Linked DNA regions of Mus musculus: all the other regions are linked to region 3. Evidence: chromatin contacts called from public Hi-C and Micro-C data. All regions are on one chromosome and are shown on one strand. The core of a region is the stretch at or near the end of the contact, and the rest is flanking DNA. Distances in the headings are between cores, read along the strand shown. Region 1 overlaps Rhbdd1 (rhomboid domain containing 1). Region 2 overlaps Rhbdd1 (rhomboid domain containing 1). Region 3 holds the start of Rhbdd1 (rhomboid domain containing 1).

Evidence for each region. A called contact is a pair of places that touch in the nucleus more often than the background predicts.
Region 1: a Hi-C map of uterus shows a contact between it and region 3, with 2.2 times the contacts expected there. The contact joins the enhancer-like site here to the promoter of Rhbdd1 in region 3. A contact is called at or near these places in 1 of 39 promoter capture datasets (the 3T3-L1 cell line), 2 of 484 Hi-C or Micro-C datasets (the F1.1 cell line and uterus), 3 of 115 datasets of contacts at active chromatin or transcription factors (forebrain, neural progenitor cells and pancreatic cancer cells) and 1 of 9 other capture datasets (pancreatic islet).
Region 2: a contact with region 3 is called in a Micro-C map of stem cell-derived neurons, with 2.0 times the contacts expected there. The contact joins the enhancer-like site here to the promoter of Rhbdd1 in region 3. A contact is called at or near these places in 2 of 39 promoter capture datasets (the 3T3-L1 cell line and hippocampal neurons), 5 of 484 Hi-C or Micro-C datasets (MC3T3-E1-derived osteoblasts, nephron progenitors, neural stem cells and 2 more) and 3 of 115 datasets of contacts at active chromatin or transcription factors (astrocytes, extraembryonic endoderm stem cells and trophoblast stem cells).

The regions. Positions count from the first base shown.
Region 1 is chr1:82,415,339-82,418,318 of GRCm38.p6, forward strand. The region is part of intron 6 of Rhbdd1 (rhomboid domain containing 1); the gene reads left to right. Among named protein-coding and RNA genes, the nearest start is that of Gm46095, 45 kb to the left of the region's middle. Within about 2 kb of position 1,438, at least 7 of the 459 cell types and tissues checked have an H3K27ac peak or open chromatin away from gene starts, as enhancers often do. A contact at or near this core is called in pancreatic cancer cells and uterus, where this site is marked.
Region 2 is chr1:82,384,401-82,387,520 of GRCm38.p6, forward strand. All of the region lies in intron 6 of Rhbdd1 (rhomboid domain containing 1), which reads left to right. Among named protein-coding and RNA genes, the nearest start is that of Gm46095, 14 kb to the left of the region's middle. Within about 2 kb of position 1,576, at least 54 of the 459 cell types and tissues checked have an H3K27ac peak or open chromatin away from gene starts, as enhancers often do. A contact at or near this core is called in astrocytes, neural stem cells, stem cell-derived neural progenitor cells and 1 more, where this site is marked.
Region 3 is chr1:82,315,009-82,318,062 of GRCm38.p6, forward strand. Rhbdd1 (rhomboid domain containing 1) reads left to right here and starts at 1,571. Exons shown (of 7, transcript NM_029777.3): 1 at 1,571-1,640.

The sequences.
Region 1 (2,980 bases), core at 188-2,687, 100 kb after region 3:
AGGAGTGTGGAACACCGTCTTATCCTGCTCTTATATAATGTGATTTAATTCTTCTAGCACATACTTATTCACATATAAGATTATATACTGTGAGTTTGCAAGAGCATCTGATATGTAAAATTACAAATCAACTACACTTGTGTATAAGTGTACAAGTATGACAACAAAAAAAGTTTGTAGTACCAGCAAACGGGTAGGGAACACTATAAATAACTATAGAAACACTGCTGGAACATTATCCTGTGTGTCAGTCAGTGTTCAAACGGGAAACAGAGTGAGAGATGGGATCAGGAGTGGCAAGCAGCTGGCTTATCCAGCTGTGGGAACTGAGAAAGCAAGTCCATGTTCTGTAGGGTAGGCCATTCAGAAGAGCAGGCAGACCATGCTAAAGATGAGGCATGCCTAGGGATTGAGCCTGTAAGAAAATGTCTTCTGCTGCTCCTATTGGGCCTTTCAGCTGATTTACTCAGGCCCGTCCAGATGGCCCAAGATAATCTCCCTTGAAAGTCACTGGTTGTGGACTTTAGCGACCCCATCACATACCTATGCAGCAGCACCTGACTTGTATTTGTTCTGGTCCTTGAAGAATGGCAGAGGCATCAGTAGCAGCCGGATGACTAAAACCTAACCAGAGCAAACAGTGAAAAATGCCTCACCAGGAAAGGACAGCGGGCACTTGGAATGGCTGGGTTTGCTACACAGTCTTTCTCTGACCTTCAGTTCTCCATTTTCTCATCTAAAACAAACAAACAAACAAAAACCAAAAATAGGTTCCGTGCTTGTCAAAACTTTTCACCAAGAAACAATATGATGTTTTATAGTAGTGATGGTGGTGATGTTGAGTCGATGTGAGCTGAAATTTGGTGTGGTAAAGAAAGGGCTAATGGGAAAACAGAGCTTCTTGTAACGAGCTTTGTCTGAAATATACATCTTCAATTAAGCTAAAAACCACAAGCTAGTCGGGTGGCGCACGCCTTTAATCCCAGCACTGGGGAAGCAGAGGCAGGTGGATTTCTGAGTTCGAGGCCAGCCTGGTCTACAGAGTGAGTTCCAGGACAGCCAGGGCTATACAGAGAAACCCTGTCTTGGAAAACCAAAAAAAAAAAAAAAAAAAAAAAAAGAAAAACCTACAAGCTATCATTCTCTTGACTAATGTTACTTCCTAATGACTAAAGATGGATGAGAAACCTTTGTATCAATCTGTATCCAGTTATTGTAAAGCCTTTTTGCTTTGGGCCTAAGACAAGGTAAATTCCCTTTTTAATACAGAAGCAAGCACACTATATTTTTGATACTTTGAAGTATTGAATCCTTTGCCTAACATCTAAATAGGAAAAGAGTTAAACCATTTGCAAGGAGCTTGCTCCAAGCTTAGGTAACGACTGCTGTGACCAGTTGACAGACACCAGAGAAAGGCATAGCTGAGAGAGGTCAGGCCGAACTCTTTCTCCCAGGGCTGCTCCCTGTGAGCTGAGCTGAGTCTGCCATGCAAGTCGCTCCCCTAGTTTGGAAAGCCATCTGTATTTTGTAGGCAATTTAATCCATGTGTTCCTGAATCATTTTTTGGCTAAGTCATTAAGAAGTTATTTTGTTAAATGTATTTTAATGTTTGAAGTCTCTTAAAAGTATTTTTAGTAGGTTTTCATCCTTTGCAAAGCTAATTTTTCTCAGTTTGTTTTCTTGTTTGACACACTGTGCATCATCTCAACACATCTTATGGCGAAGGGAAGGCTTGAGCCCAGCAAGTCTAGTGTACTAACATGGCACATTTGCAGCATTCAGTGTCTGTGTGCAGGACTGTTATCCCTCTTCAACTTTGTGTGCTGTACCCTGGGTGTTCATATCACCGTCCCAGCCCTCTCCACCCTGCTCCCCACAGGGGCACAAGGAAGAGGACTTGGGGGAGGGTGAAAAAGGACAAAGAATGAAATCAAATTGACTCCTAAGGCCCATTTCTATGCTCTGTCACGTGATCCTTTCTTTTCAAAATTGAGTTCATTCTCCTCTTTTACCTAGTGCCATTGCCAGCCAGGAGGATTAAGGGGTTTGATAAAAATGCCCACAAAAGGGAGAAATAGAATTGAATTAGGAGCAATCCCCAGCTTCTTACTCTCAGAGCAAAATAGAAAGTGGGATCTCCTTGTCTGGAGCTAATTGAAAAGTGGTTTCTTTTTCTTCTTTTGAAGTTTTAAAAAGAAAGTCTTTGGATGCCAGGGATATGGGCCAGGCTTCGTCAGTCCCTGAACATCCAGGTGAAGGTCTGTATGTCAAGATCACTGCTGACCACACAAGGCAGTAAAGAAGCCATGGTTGTGTGTCTGGGCTCTGGATCAATACTGACTCCCTGTGCAGACAATCAGGTTCCTCCACCAGAGGCTTCACCTATTGCAGAGATAGGGTGTCAAGCAGTTGACACATGGCCTCCTGGGCTCTGCCAGCCTCTGGGATGTCCTTCCATCTGCTTTTTAGATGTTTGTCCTCAAACCTTTTCTGTGTGCCATAGTTCTTCTCTTGCGTTCACATGGGAGTTGAGATATACTTTCTCAGATATGTCATAACACAGCTGTGGCTATGGACAGGTGCCTGCCTCCAGCAAACTCTAATCTCCGTGTGAGTTATACATGTCCTGTCCCTTATACTTGACCTTGGAGGGTCTTTGAGGACTTTAAGTTTTATAAGCCTATTCCATATCCCTTCAAATGTACTACAACCTATACAGTCCTGCCCTTAGTTTTTAAATACAAAGTTAGGGTATAAATATATAGGATAGAAACATAGGTAACCATCCGTGTAACTGAATTATAAGTTGTTGAAATAGTACTTTTCATAATCATTTAATTGAATACTCTTTATAATTTTTATAGCTTCTTTACTTTGGAGTCAGCTAATTACTTAGGTCTCAGGCATTTTCACAATCCTTTCAAACACCCGAAGTCCCCCAGCACTGTCCCTGCAGATGGAAAGCTAGGAGAAAGGCCAG
Region 2 (3,120 bases), core at 326-2,825, 69 kb after region 3:
TGTTTCCTGGGTTCCCTTCCAATAATTCAGTCCCTACCACATGGTGGTACCATGCCTCAAGTCAGGAACCTAGAGACAGAAACTTAAACTGGGGCCAGGAAACAGTGCTGTTTATTGGCTTGCTTCTGACAGCTTATCTAGTATGCTTTTTTTTTTTTTTTTTTTTTAAATCCAGGGGTGGCACCACCTACAATGAACTGGTCTCTCCTATGTCGATAATCAAGAAGTGCCCTTAAGGGTTGCCCAGCCCTGGGTATATTAGTTGAAATTCTTTCTTACCAAATGAATATAGTTTGTATCGAGTTAGCATAAATCTAACCAGCACAAACACCAGTCCCATTGAACTGTAAGAAGTCTACATTTTATCTGGTTATTTCTTCCTGGGGCATTTGATGCGTCTCTCTATTCTCTATCTACTAAATATTATCAATCAGTCACATTAGGAGCTCGTTAGACTCGGACTAGCCAGTGTTAGCAGGAAGATGACATAACTACTGTTAAGTCCTTTACAGTGGTTATGAGGTGTTAGATACACACCTTCAGGCGATGTCTTCTTCATTTGTCACTAAGGCGACAGGGCTGCTTCCTCTGGTTCCTCTTCTGTGAGACCAGTTGAAGCCCCTTAGGAGTGTCTGAAAGGGAGTGTGTCTGTGCCCGTGGTTCTGTGATCTCCCGCTTGCCCAGTCTTCAGCTTTACCCTTCCTGAGTTCTTCCTGGCAGCAGAATCTGAGGCGGTGAGCAAGTTCCCACATACCACTCTCGGCTTAGGGTTTGGTGGTTTAACTCCTCAGCTCTTGTCTGTACCCGAGGAGAGTTACTGTTTAGACTGCCCGGCCCTTGTGTTTATTGTTGGGGCAGGCCTGGTGTTCTGTGTACTTCTCAGCATTCCACGTAGTGTCTCCTTCTCTGGGGTCTGAGCCAACCACCCCTTAGGGGTTTGCTTTAGAAGCTTCGTATTATTCGTTGTGTTTATTTTTACTTTTTGACTGAAGATACTTTAGAAACAGTAGTTCCAAAGGCTGTGTGCTTGTTTATTTCTCTATGATTCATGAGTTGTTGTTACCATAAGGAATGTTAGTTTAGTAGTTGTGATTTGGTTTTGGGTTTAAAAAAAAAAAAGCCAGCTAAGAGAAATTCGTTGGGAGAAAGAATAACAAACCCACACCATTAGTTTGATACTATTCTTCAGTTAAACACATTGTAAGGTAAGTTATGGGATTAAAGTAGCAACTTTTTAACCTTAGAGTTTTCTAATATTTCCAAACAGTACCCTGCCATAATTACAAGTCCTAACGTGCATGCCAGGAGTAACACGGCCAAAGCAGCCTTTGTAGAAGAAATAGAGAGATCGCTATTATTCCAAGAACTAGTTCATTCCCTATTAACTGAAATTTTGTCTTGTCCTGTTGGCAGTCAGCACTAACAAAGGAGTCCAGGAGGCAGCTGATACCATACCATAGTAGGAAAGCCTTGGTTAAGAGCCATCTCTGAGTCAAAAGGCAGACGCCTGCTAGGAACAGTAGCTCGCTGAGTTTTTTGTTTGCTCCCCACCCCATGCCTTCTCTAATCTCTTCTCCCCTCCCCCACTGTTGTTCTTTAATGGCCTGCCACCAAGTTCAGCTGGCACTGGGCACAGAGTTCTTTCTCTCCTTTCCAACTTTTGTCTGCCACCTAGGGCCTGGGGCTGGTGAAATCTGGAACCCCTTGCTGATGTGTGGGGTGCTTGTGCATATCTTCTGTTAAGTTTCTGAAAAGCACACGGCCACATCCACACTGGCTGCCCTGTGAAGATTGGGCAGCGCTACACCAGACAGTGTGCTGGGCTGCTCCTTAGCCATATGTGAAATCAAGGCAAAATGCACTCCAAAAGCCTTGGCTTGACAGTGAGACAGGCTGCCATGACCGAAAAGAAATAGACTCCCAATTAATATCTAGCGCTTTTGCTGTTGATATCTTTGAGTCCTGTTTCTACCAACCATATATTCAAGGAGATCAGCTGAGGTGTGATTTAAATGGGGTGGGGGGGTGTTGTGGTTAACTTGCAAATTTCTCCTTTCTATGTGGCACCATGAAGGCACATAAAGGTAGTGTTTGTCTTGATTATTTTATTGTATGGGAAATTATAAGAAAGGTGGACTAAATTGTATTCAGTGCTTTTAAAATCAGTTATATTTACTGCAAAAAAAAACAAAAAAGGTTTCACTGTGACATACTCATATTTACAGAAGCACTTTGATGATGTTGACCCACCCCACTGCTCAGTCCAGTTCTGTTATTTCATAGTTTTGTTATTTCCAGTCGGAGGAAAGCATGGCCAGGAAGTGCCGTGGAATAGAGAGGTGAGTGTTTGAAAGTTAGGGCTCCTGTTGTACAAATGAAGGACTCCTGGGAGATAAACACACACAGCTCTTTGAGGAAGACCTGCTTTTGATAAGTACACACAAAGTGGTAATATCTTAGCTGAGCGACTATGTGAGCCTTTCTTGGCTTAATTCAGTCATACGCAGTTGGTGATTTATAACATATGCAAATTCCAGCTGCTGCCTTGCTTGGCTTTGGAGCACTGCAGCTAGGACAGAGATGTATAGCTAAGGCTAATTCTGCATGACCACTTAGCTTTTCTTTCTTTCTTTCTTCCCTGTAATAATAAAAAGAAGTACCATCTGCCAGATTGTCTCAAAGCAATTTCAGTGCAGAACAACGGTTGCCTTAAATTACTGGCTATTTCTCGCTTCTCTTCATGTCCAGGGTATTCATTTCAATGACAAAAGTTTTCCCTTTAAGACCGTGTTTAGGTGTGAAATTGTGCATGTAAAGAAATAGAAGTATTGCATATGACTGTTCATCTGTGACCATGGAAGAGGAGTAACAGAGAAATCAGAATTCTGTGTGGGTTCCTTCTAGAAAGTAGGAGGCTTCTATTTAGGACCACCATTTAAAAGCATTATAGTGTCCCATAAACAATGTAAACATGTTGGGAAATTGACATGAAAAGTTGTATGTGAATTAATTTATAATTTTTCTGAGCCCACACTTGCCATGTATGGAAAGGCACCATTTATATGCTAATGAGCAAGTTGATAATAAAGGTACAGCTGGAACACCAATAAATTAGTTTCC
Region 3 (3,054 bases), core at 321-2,820:
TAGGAAATTATTACCCAGATAATGGGAACTCCTGATATTCTTGCATCTATTTTCCAAGTGGAGAGATTACAGGTGTTTGCCCCTATGTCTGGTGAGGTCATTAAAAAAATGGTTTTTCTCTGTCCTCTTATATGCCAATGAAACATTTTACTCATATTTAAAATAGGATTAAAATGTTTTTTTTCTTTACTTTTTATGATTCAGGATGTCATATAGACTAAGCTGGTCTTGAAGTTATATAGCTGAGGCTGTCCTTGAACTCCCAATCTTCCTGTCTCTACCTTCAAACTGTGGGGTCATTAGTGTTCACCATCACAGCCTGCTCCCCAAGAACATTCCTAAGCCCTGTCTATTTACAATTGCATTTTTTTTGAGATTACTGATTTGAGACTTGATTTGCGGCTCTTTTAAAGTCACTTCTGCACTTAAAAACAAGATAATAACAAAAACAGTGTAAGTATAGAAAGGGGTAGACTGACAGAGAATATAAAGCAAGAGTATATTAATGGAATGGATGCATAGAATTGGTGGGAAGAACAAATAGAGACCTCTCCTTTTGAGAAATTGCATTCATGTTTTCTTCCTAAGGAGATATATTTCTACATGCAATTTAGTTCCCCCTACTCACTTGGGTTCCATTTCCAGGAATGCAGTTTCGCAATGTCAGTCTTGGACTTACATACCCCCCCACTTTTTTTTATACCTGAAAGGGGTTAAATTATAAGAATTCATTCTTGAATTTGCTAAGAATTTTGTCACTTGAAATTCTCATCTATATCTCCTAATAGTGTGGGAAATTTTCATTCAAATTCCAACTACAAGGGAAAATTTTTTAGGAGAATTTCTTCTGTTATACAATAGAAGATTAACTTTTGGGGGACTGGGAAGTTTTTAATATGCTAACTAGACGTGGCTACTAAGCCTTTTGGTAAATATACCTGCACCCAATTCATGCCTTGAAAAGGTGGAGCTCTCCTCTAATTACTAGAAAAATAATTACACCAAACATCGTTTTCTTGTAGGACACAAATGCAGCATTGCCTTTAGAAGAAGCTGCCCATGAAACTGGTTCCACGTTAGAAGGAGAAAATTGCATCAAACGACCTAAGTCACAAAAACCTTTTCTCACGAGCCCTTAAAGCAGTAAACAGGCTAAGCAGTGTGGCCTCGTGTTTGTGCTTGGGGAATGAAATGTACACCGTGGCCCTGTTTCGCCGGCCTACTTTCTGGGATAAGCAGCTCTCCTGAGGCCCATTGGGAACAGCTACTGTCTCCACCGTCCACTTGGTAGACTACACTGCACCGGGAAGAAACTTTGGCCTTGAGGGAGCTGGCCATAGGCGACTCATGCGCTGTGCGCGTGGTAAGTGATTATTAGTTAGTTATGGCTGTAAAAGCACACCGACACCCTTGTTGCTAAGGGTTGAATAGGATGAGCGCTACGCATTAGCTAGAGGAAGCCGAAAAGGCAGTACGAAGCACGGAGCATGCGCAGACTGCCGCTCCTTTCCCTAGGCCGCCGGAAGTGGAGCCTGCGGAATCGGCGTCCGTGCCGGAAGTTGAGTCTCCGGATTCGGCGTCCAGACGTAGTGACGCACGAGCGCGGGAGTACGTGAGGACGCAAGCGGGTCTTAGAGAGAGTGAGTTTCCGCGTCTCTTCAGCTGAGTGTATGGCATCGCTTTTGTGCGGCGTGTGTTGCGGCTTCCCGGGACCACGGATGGCGGGGCCGGGGCTGAGATCCGGGCCGCTGCGGGCCGGGCGGAAGCGCTGCTATGGGGCCAGCCAGGGTCCGCTGGGCGGAAGTGCTGCTTAGGGACCGGGCGGAGGAGCCGGCCCGCCGGGTCCGGGTCTTCTTCTCCCCTCCGGCCGGCCGGGATGGGGTCGCAGGGGCAGTCGCACCGGTACCGCTTCCCTGGCTCATGGAGATCTAGGCTGCCCGGATAGGCTTTTGCGAGGTTCCTCCGACTTCAGGAAGTTTGAGGCGAAGTTGCATCAGCTTGCACAGAGCTTGCAGTGGCAGGTGGTTGGGGGGGCGGCCACTTCTGTCTCAAACACACAGACCCATCCTAACCTCTGTAAGGCTGTCTGTACCACAGAATAGAGGACAGACATACACCCGAGGGACTTCACCTCTTCTCTTTTCACACATGCCTTTCCGTTTTTCCAAAACAGGCATTATTTAAAACAACAACAACAACAATAACAACTGTAATATCTAATTATTGCACGGTTAAGATTCAGTTGTCAGACTCATTTATAAAAGTCCCTTTCAGTAGCTTCATGACACCAGGTTTTCTTTGGGGGGGGGGGCATGGTGCCAGGTTTTTTGTTTTTTTTTTTTTTTCCCCCTCTACTTTTCATCCCAACGTCCTAACCTCATTTACCTTCTTCCTGCTTCTATTACTGATTCTGCTTCGGATCTTCTAGTGTTCTGGTACATTCCAGGAGAGCAAGTGCTCCTGCCTTGGTCCTGGGTTTGCTCTCCATCAACAGCATCTTCTGAGGGAATTGTTGGCAGTACAGATTTTAGTGTCATACCCCTTTGAGCAAGCCTTTCGGTCCATTCTAGCACTTCCGGGTACTGAGTTCGACGAATAACAGCGTAAAAAGTACTCACTCGTTATGGAATTTTATACATAATGAGGTTAGAGTAAGGTGAGGTATTTTCTAGATCTGGAATCTTGACCGAATCATTTAACTGTGACTTCATAGTACTAAGTGTTGACATGTGAAAACAAGTGGGTAGCAATAACCCATACAAAACACTCCAAGAGAAGTTACTAGACCTGCATGAAGAAAGCGCACAGGTCGTGGAGGAAGGACGAGGTGTAGGGTTAGAGAGCAGTTGGAGTGCATGATTTTATGACTGCTGCAAAGACTTTTATCCCAACTACTTATGAATAGTAAAAATTTAGATACAGGATAGTTATGGATGTCTCACACCTGTAACAGCAATGCTCAGGAGGCTGAGGCAAGAGATATCCTAAGTTTGGAGTCCAGTCAGAGCTACATCATGAGACCCTATGCAAACAGCCACATCAAGCGAGAAAGTT